Regions from separate parts of the Anas platyrhynchos genome. Here region 1 is linked to region 2. Evidence: chromatin contacts called from public Hi-C data. All regions are on one chromosome and are shown on one strand. Each heading gives the region's core, a stretch centred on a gene start, on an enhancer-like site or on the middle of the called end of the contact. The rest is flanking DNA. Distances are from core to core; before and after follow the strand shown. Region 1 holds the start of REX1BD (required for excision 1-B domain containing). Region 2 holds the start of UPF1 (UPF1 RNA helicase and ATPase).

Region 1 (3,115 bases), core at 491-2,990, 150 kb after region 2:
ATAAAATAAAATAAAATAAAATAAAATAAAATAAAATAAAATAAAATAAAATAAAATAAAATGTCAGTGGGGTGCAATGTGAGCCACGTGGGTGCTCTCCGTGTTCCCCATGTCGTGGTGCAGCCCCCCGCAGGGGGTTGTGTTTTGGTTTTGGGGTTGGAGGGATCCCTTTCGCTCCCCCGGAATAAATCATCCCCCGGCTGCTGCGAAAATGGGATGCAGGTGTCCGGGGCGGGCGTCCCCTGCCAGCTGGAGCTCGTCAGCAACCCCGGCAGCTTGATCCCATGGGGGTGCAGAAATAGGGAGGGGGGAAGCCAGTCTGATGGGGCTGGGGGATTCCACCCCATTAGGGCTGGGGGAATTTATCCCCATAGGGTTGGGGGCTTCCATCCCATTAGGGCTGGGGGATTTGTCCCATTAGGGCTGGGAGCTTCCATCCCAATAGGGCTGAGGGATTCCATCCCTTTAAGGCTGGGGAATCCATCCCCATAGGGCCAGGGGATTCCATCCCAATAGGGCTGGGGGATCCATCCCATTAGGGCTGGGGATTTCCATTCCATTAGGTCTTGGGGATCCATCCTGATAGGACTTGGGGATTTCATCTCATTAGGGCTGGGGGATTCCATCCTGATAGGACTGAGGGATTTATCCCAATAGGGTTGGGGACTTCTGTCCCATTAGGGCTGGGGGATTTGTCCCATTAGGGCTGGGAGCTTCCATCCCAATAGGGCTGGAGGATTCGTCCTGATAAGGCTGGGGGTTTCCACCCCGTTAGGACTGAGGGATTTATCTCGGTAGGGCTGGGGGATTCTGTCCCATTATGGCTGGGGAATCCATCCCCATAGGGCCAGGGGATTCCATCCTGATAGGGCTGGGGGATTCCATTCCATTATGTCTTGGGGAACCATCCCAATAGGACTGGGGGATTCCATCCTGATAGGACCAAGGGATTTATCCCAATAGGGTTGGGGACTTCTGTCCCGTTAGGGCTGGGAGCTTCCATCCCAATAGGGCAGGGGGATTCCACCCCGTTAGGACTGAGGGATTTATCCCGATAGGGCTGGGGGATTCCATCCCAATAGGGCCGGGGGATTCCATCCCATTAGGGTTCCACCCCATTAGGGCTTCACCACCGCTGCGAGGGCCCCGTTCCCCGTTCCCATTACTCACTCCTCCAGCAGCCGGTACGCCTCCACGCGCTCTCCCTGCAGGGCGTAGAAGCGCTGCAGCAGCGCCCGCACCGCCTCGTCGGTCTGGGGAGGGGGGGGAAGAGAAAGGGGCGGCGGGGACGTGGGGCACCGGCCCGGTGCCCGCTCCCTCCCCGTTAACGACCCCAACGCACGGCTCCGGTACCGCAGCACCGAGGCGCCCCCCCAGGAGCTCCGTGCCCGGTTCCGCTGGGTCAGAACCGAGCGCGATCCCGGTCCGTAAGCGCGCACGGAGCACGGGACCGGGGATCAGCACCGGGACCGGGGATCGGTACCGGGAGTCACCGCAGAGGCACGGCGGAACCCGCCCCCTCTCCCCCCCCAGCCACACGGCCCGGTCCCGGTTACCCCAGGACCCTCCCAACCCCTCGGGGAACCGCTCCCGGTTCCGCTCCCTGTCCCACCCCGTTACGGCCCCGTCCCGCTCACCATGGCCCGGTCCCGGGCCCTGCTCGGCGGCGGTGGCGGAGGGCGCAGGCCCGGTAGGACCGGAGGCGGAGCGCGGCGCAGCGCGGCACCGCCGCCACCTGCAGGCACCGCCCGGCATCACCACCACCCCCCCCCTCCAGCCCCCTTTTCACACAAAACCACGACATTTCGGGGCAAAAAAACAACAGGACAGGGTGCGAACGCTGAGATATTTTATTGGGACGGCGCCGTGGCCGCGCGGGGCCGGGCCCCAAGGGCTCTACTTGACCTTCTTCTTGGGGCGCAGGTTGTTGGTGTGGCCGCACTTCTTCTTGCGGCAGTTGACGGCGCGGGGATGGAGGCGAGCGTAGCACCTGGAAAAGGGAGCAGAGAAACGTCAGCGAGGGGCAGGTGAGAGGAAAAAGGGCTGGAAAAGGGTTTTTAGGGAAAGGGATGAAGCGTGGGGAGAGCCCTGGGTGATGTGGGGGGTTTTAGGGGGGTGTCAGAGGGGTCAGGGCCGTACTTGCGGCAGATCATTTTGTCACAGTTGTACTTCTGGGCGAGCTGCCGCAGGGAGGGCTCGATGATGCCCCCGCGCAGGCGCAGCACCAGGTGCAGGGTGGACTCTGGAAGAGAGACAAACATCAGCGGGCACCGGGGGGGGGGTGCTGGGGACCACCGGGGGGGCCCAAATCCATGTGCGGGGCTCGGCCACCACAGGCACCTTTCTGGATGTTGTAGTCGGCGAGCGTGCGGCCATCCTCCAGCTGCTTGCCCGCGAAGATCAGCCGCTGCTGGTCGGGGGGGATCCCTAAAAAAAAAGGGGGGGGGGGTGAAGGAAGCCGTTAGCACCGGGTAACGGTGGGGGGGGGGGGTGGTGGATAACGGGGGGGGGCCGGGCCGGGTGCCGCCGGTACCTTCCTTGTCCTGGATCTTGGCTTTGACGTTCTCGATCGTGTCGTTGGGCTCCACCTCCAGGGTGATGGTTTTGCCCGTCAGCGTCTTCACGAAGATCTGCATCTTGGCACCGGGGGGGGGGGGTCTAGAAGGAGGGAGGGGGGGGGGGGTTGAGGCCGCGTCACCGCCGCCCGCCCTAGGCCGAGGCCGAGGCCCAGCCCCCGCTCCCGGCCCCGCTCCCCTCAACCCCCGGGCCTCAACCCACGACCCTCACGACCCGCCCCGGGCCCCATCCCACGTCCCTTGGGCACCATCCGCGCCCCTCGGGGCCCGTCCCCGACCCCCGGTGCCCCCCCCGGTGCCGCCCCCCCCCCCCTCAGGCCCCGCAGCCCGCCCGCACCGCGCCTCGCCGCCGACGAGAGAGAGAGAGCGGAACCGGAAGCCGCCCGCTGCTACGTCACAACCGGTCCCCACCCCCCCCACGGTGCGCGCAGGCGCAGTGCGCAGCTGCCTCAGGGCGGCCGCGGGCCCGGTTCTTGGGCCCCGAGCACGGCCCCGGCCCCCCCCCCCGGTCCCTCCCGGTCCCCCCCCCCCGGTCCCCG
Region 2 (3,004 bases), core at 419-2,918:
ATTTACAAACCCCAGTACATCAGTTTTTGCAAGGAAAAGGAAAAAAAAATTAAATCCACTCTGAGTATTTTTGGTTCAGGATTAACAACTTTTACCTACAGCACTTCAACTCTTCTAAACTCACGCCCTGGAACATGGATAATTTACAAACATTTAATTGTTAATACCAGGACTATATTTAGATAGGTGTAAGATGTAAACTTCACAATGTATTCTATAATTTTTAAAGGCAGATCAGTTTGACTTTATTTTTTGAACTCTTTTTTTTTCTTCATGGAGTCAAGTTGTAGGACAGCAAGGAGCAGTATTTTTATTTACAACACTTCTTGGCTTGTGCGTGTATGGCCCTAGCTGCCTTTTTTCTTTCGTTTCTAAATTGGTAAACCATAAACACAGCCACCAGAAGACTACGTGAAAAAAAACCACTTTTAAGCGACGAGGAACCGGACCTCTGAGCACGAGTGTGAGGCCGTATCAGCTGTCACTCCCATACAAACCCAAAACAAACCAGCCTAGCAACTATACCGCAGCAAAGGTGGCAACGTAGGAAGGGGAAAAAAAAATAGTAATAATTAATTAATTAATTAAAAGCGCACGGTGGCTGGAGTCGAGAAGAAAGGCGATTTTTAAACGGAGCAGCGCTGAGTCCTCGCAGCATCCAACTTCCAGCAACAGAACGCTGCCTCGGATGGGATTTTAAAGAGGAAAAGAAACCGAAATCGCCAACCCCCCCCCCTCCCCTCCCCTCCCAACCAGGAGCCTTCGGCACCGCACCGGCGGGCGCCGCCCGGCTGTCAGGAGGCCCGGAGCTCCCTCCTCCGCCCCGGAGAGCGGCGCTCGGTGCCAGGCCCGGCCTCCAGGGGCCGCTTCCCCTTCTTCTTCCCCGGCCGGGGGCCGAGCTCCGAGCCCCGGGGGCCGCCCAGGGCTTCCCCTCGGCGGCCCCGCCCGCCCCTTCCGGACCCCCCCCCCCCCCCATCTCCTCCCCGGTACCGGAGCCGCCCCCCCCCCGTTGTGTGTCCCCCCCCCTCGGTACTCACCTGCGCCTCGATGGGGCCTGGCGGGCCTTGGGCCGCTCCGGGGGGGCCTTGGCCTTGTCCCGGCCCTGCCTGACCGGGCCCTGGCGGTGTCTGGGTCTGACTGGGGAGGGTGAAGTCGGTAAACTCGAACTCGGAGCCTTGAGTGTCGGCGCCGAGCAGCTCGGCCTCCTCGGTGTCCAGGAAGGTGAGGGTCTGCGAGCTGGGGCCGTACGCCTCCACGCTCATGGCGGCGGCGAGGAGGAAGAGGAGGAAGAGGAGAAGCGGCGCTTCTTCCCCCTTCCCCCCCTTCTCCCTCCTCTCTCACCTCACCTCAGCCCGGCCTCACCTCACGCAGCCCGGGCCCCGGCGCTACGCCAGCGGCGGGCTCCGCCGCGCGCACCAGGCCGCGCTCGCTCCCGCCGCCCAACGGAAGGCCCCGGGGGCGAACCGAACCCGACGAGGGGACGGAGACGGAGAAGGGGGAACCCTGAGGGGAGCCTTGAGGTGGGGGGAAACGCGGGGAGGAGCCGAGCGGGAGCCCAAAACGGAGCCGAGCGGCCGCTGCCGCCGCCGCCGCGCGCCAAGGCCTGGCCCTGAAGCGGTGACGCGCAGCGCGCGGCCCCGACGCCCCGCCCCGCCCCGTGAGGGGAGGGGAGGGGGGGGGGCAACGGGGACGCGGAGCGCGCGCACCCGGGGAGGGAGGGAGGGGGGCGGGGCTGCAGCCTGAGGGGGCGCGCGGTGCCTGGAGGGAGGGGGGGGAAAGGGGGGGGGAGGGGGGGGTAAGGGGAGGTTGGCGCCAAAGGGAATGGGGGAGGTGAGGGGGGGGGAAGGGGGTGGGGACGGGGTGGTGATTGATGGAGGTGACGGCCAATGGGCCCTCGAGTGGAGGTGGGGGGGCGGGGTGAAGGGGGCGGGGTGGGGGGTGGAGAGCGCTGAGGTGGGGGGAGAAGTCGTGAGGGAGAGGGGAGGGTGACCTGAGGGGCTGGGTGGCGTGAAGGGGTGGATTGATTGTCCTGAGGGAGCTGATCTCCCTGAGGGAGTGGATCGATTGCTCTGAGGGAGCAGATCAATCGCCCTTAAGGAGCACGTCACCCCGAGGGAGTGGATCGATCACCCTGAGGGAGCAGATCACCCTGAGGTGGCAGATCAATCGCCCTGAGGGAGCAGATCAATCACCCTGAGGGAGTGGATCGCCCTGAGGTGGTGAATCGATTGCCCTGAGGTGGCAGTGGATCACCCTGAGGTGGCGGCAGATCTCCCTGAGGGACTGGATCGCTTTGAGGGAGCGGATCGATCGCCCTGAGGTGGCTGCGGATCACCCTGAAGGAGCAGAACACTCTGAGGTGGTGGATTGATCACCCAGAGGTGGCAGATCACCCTGAGGGAGCGGATCAATACCCTGAGGTATTAGATCACCCTGAGGGAGCAGATCAATCACCCTGAGGTGGCAGATTGCCCTGAGGTGGCTGCGTATCACCCTGAGGGAGCGGATCACCCTGAGGTGGTAAATTAATTTCCCTGAGGTGGTTGGCATCTTCTCCACAAAGGGCCCCGGGACGGTTGCAGGGAGGAGAAGAAGGGCTGTGCTGGCTGCCAGCCCTGGCAGAGGCAGCAGCTGCAGGGTGTGAAGCCAGATAGTGCCCCCATGGTGCCACAAGGTTAATGTGAGGGGCCTGGGGTAGGTGTGGGGACAGCCTGGGGCCTTCATTCCCTCCTTCATACCACCTGAAATTGCTGCAGCCTGCCTCATGTCCCCATTTGAAGGGGTGTGTGGTGTCTGCTACCGGAGGCATGGTCTGGGCAAGGCTGCTCTGCAGGGGTGTTAAGAGTTTTGAGACAGACGTGCTGATTAAGAAGGATTTGGTATTATGGTAATGCCTGCTCCAGCTGTAATACCTATTATGCCTGTGATACCTAATATAACTGTGTGATAGTCTGAAGGCTGAATTGGTACGAGATGAATGCAGTGGGGTGGGCCATGGATGCTC

Evidence for each region. Hi-C and Micro-C count contacts between places; a contact is called where the count stands out from the background.
Region 1: a Hi-C map of subcutaneous adipose tissue shows a contact between it and region 2, with 2.5 times the contacts expected there. The contact joins the promoter of REX1BD here to the promoter of UPF1 in region 2. A contact is called at or near these places in 3 of 8 Hi-C or Micro-C datasets (liver, skeletal muscle and subcutaneous adipose tissue).

What each region holds. Positions count from the first base shown.
Region 1 is chr29:1,767,348-1,770,462 of IASCAAS_PekinDuck_T2T, forward strand. It overlaps REX1BD (required for excision 1-B domain containing), which reads right to left and starts at 1,741. Exons shown (of 5, transcript XM_038169189.2): 1 at 1,638-1,741; 2 at 1,171-1,253. The coding sequence starts at 1,640. It overlaps UBA52 (ubiquitin A-52 residue ribosomal protein fusion product 1), which reads right to left. Exons shown (of 5, transcript XM_072029201.1): 2 at 2,534-2,656; 3 at 2,341-2,427; 4 at 2,140-2,242; 5 at 1,828-1,990. The coding sequence starts at 2,636. The coding sequence ends at 1,897.
Region 2 is chr29:1,620,817-1,623,820 of IASCAAS_PekinDuck_T2T, forward strand. It overlaps UPF1 (UPF1 RNA helicase and ATPase), which reads right to left and starts at 1,669. Exons shown (of 24, transcript XM_038169253.2): 1 at 1,038-1,669. The coding sequence starts at 1,262. It overlaps LOC139999775 (a long non-coding RNA gene), which reads left to right and starts at 1,967. Exons shown (of 4, transcript XR_011805293.1): 1 at 1,967-2,520.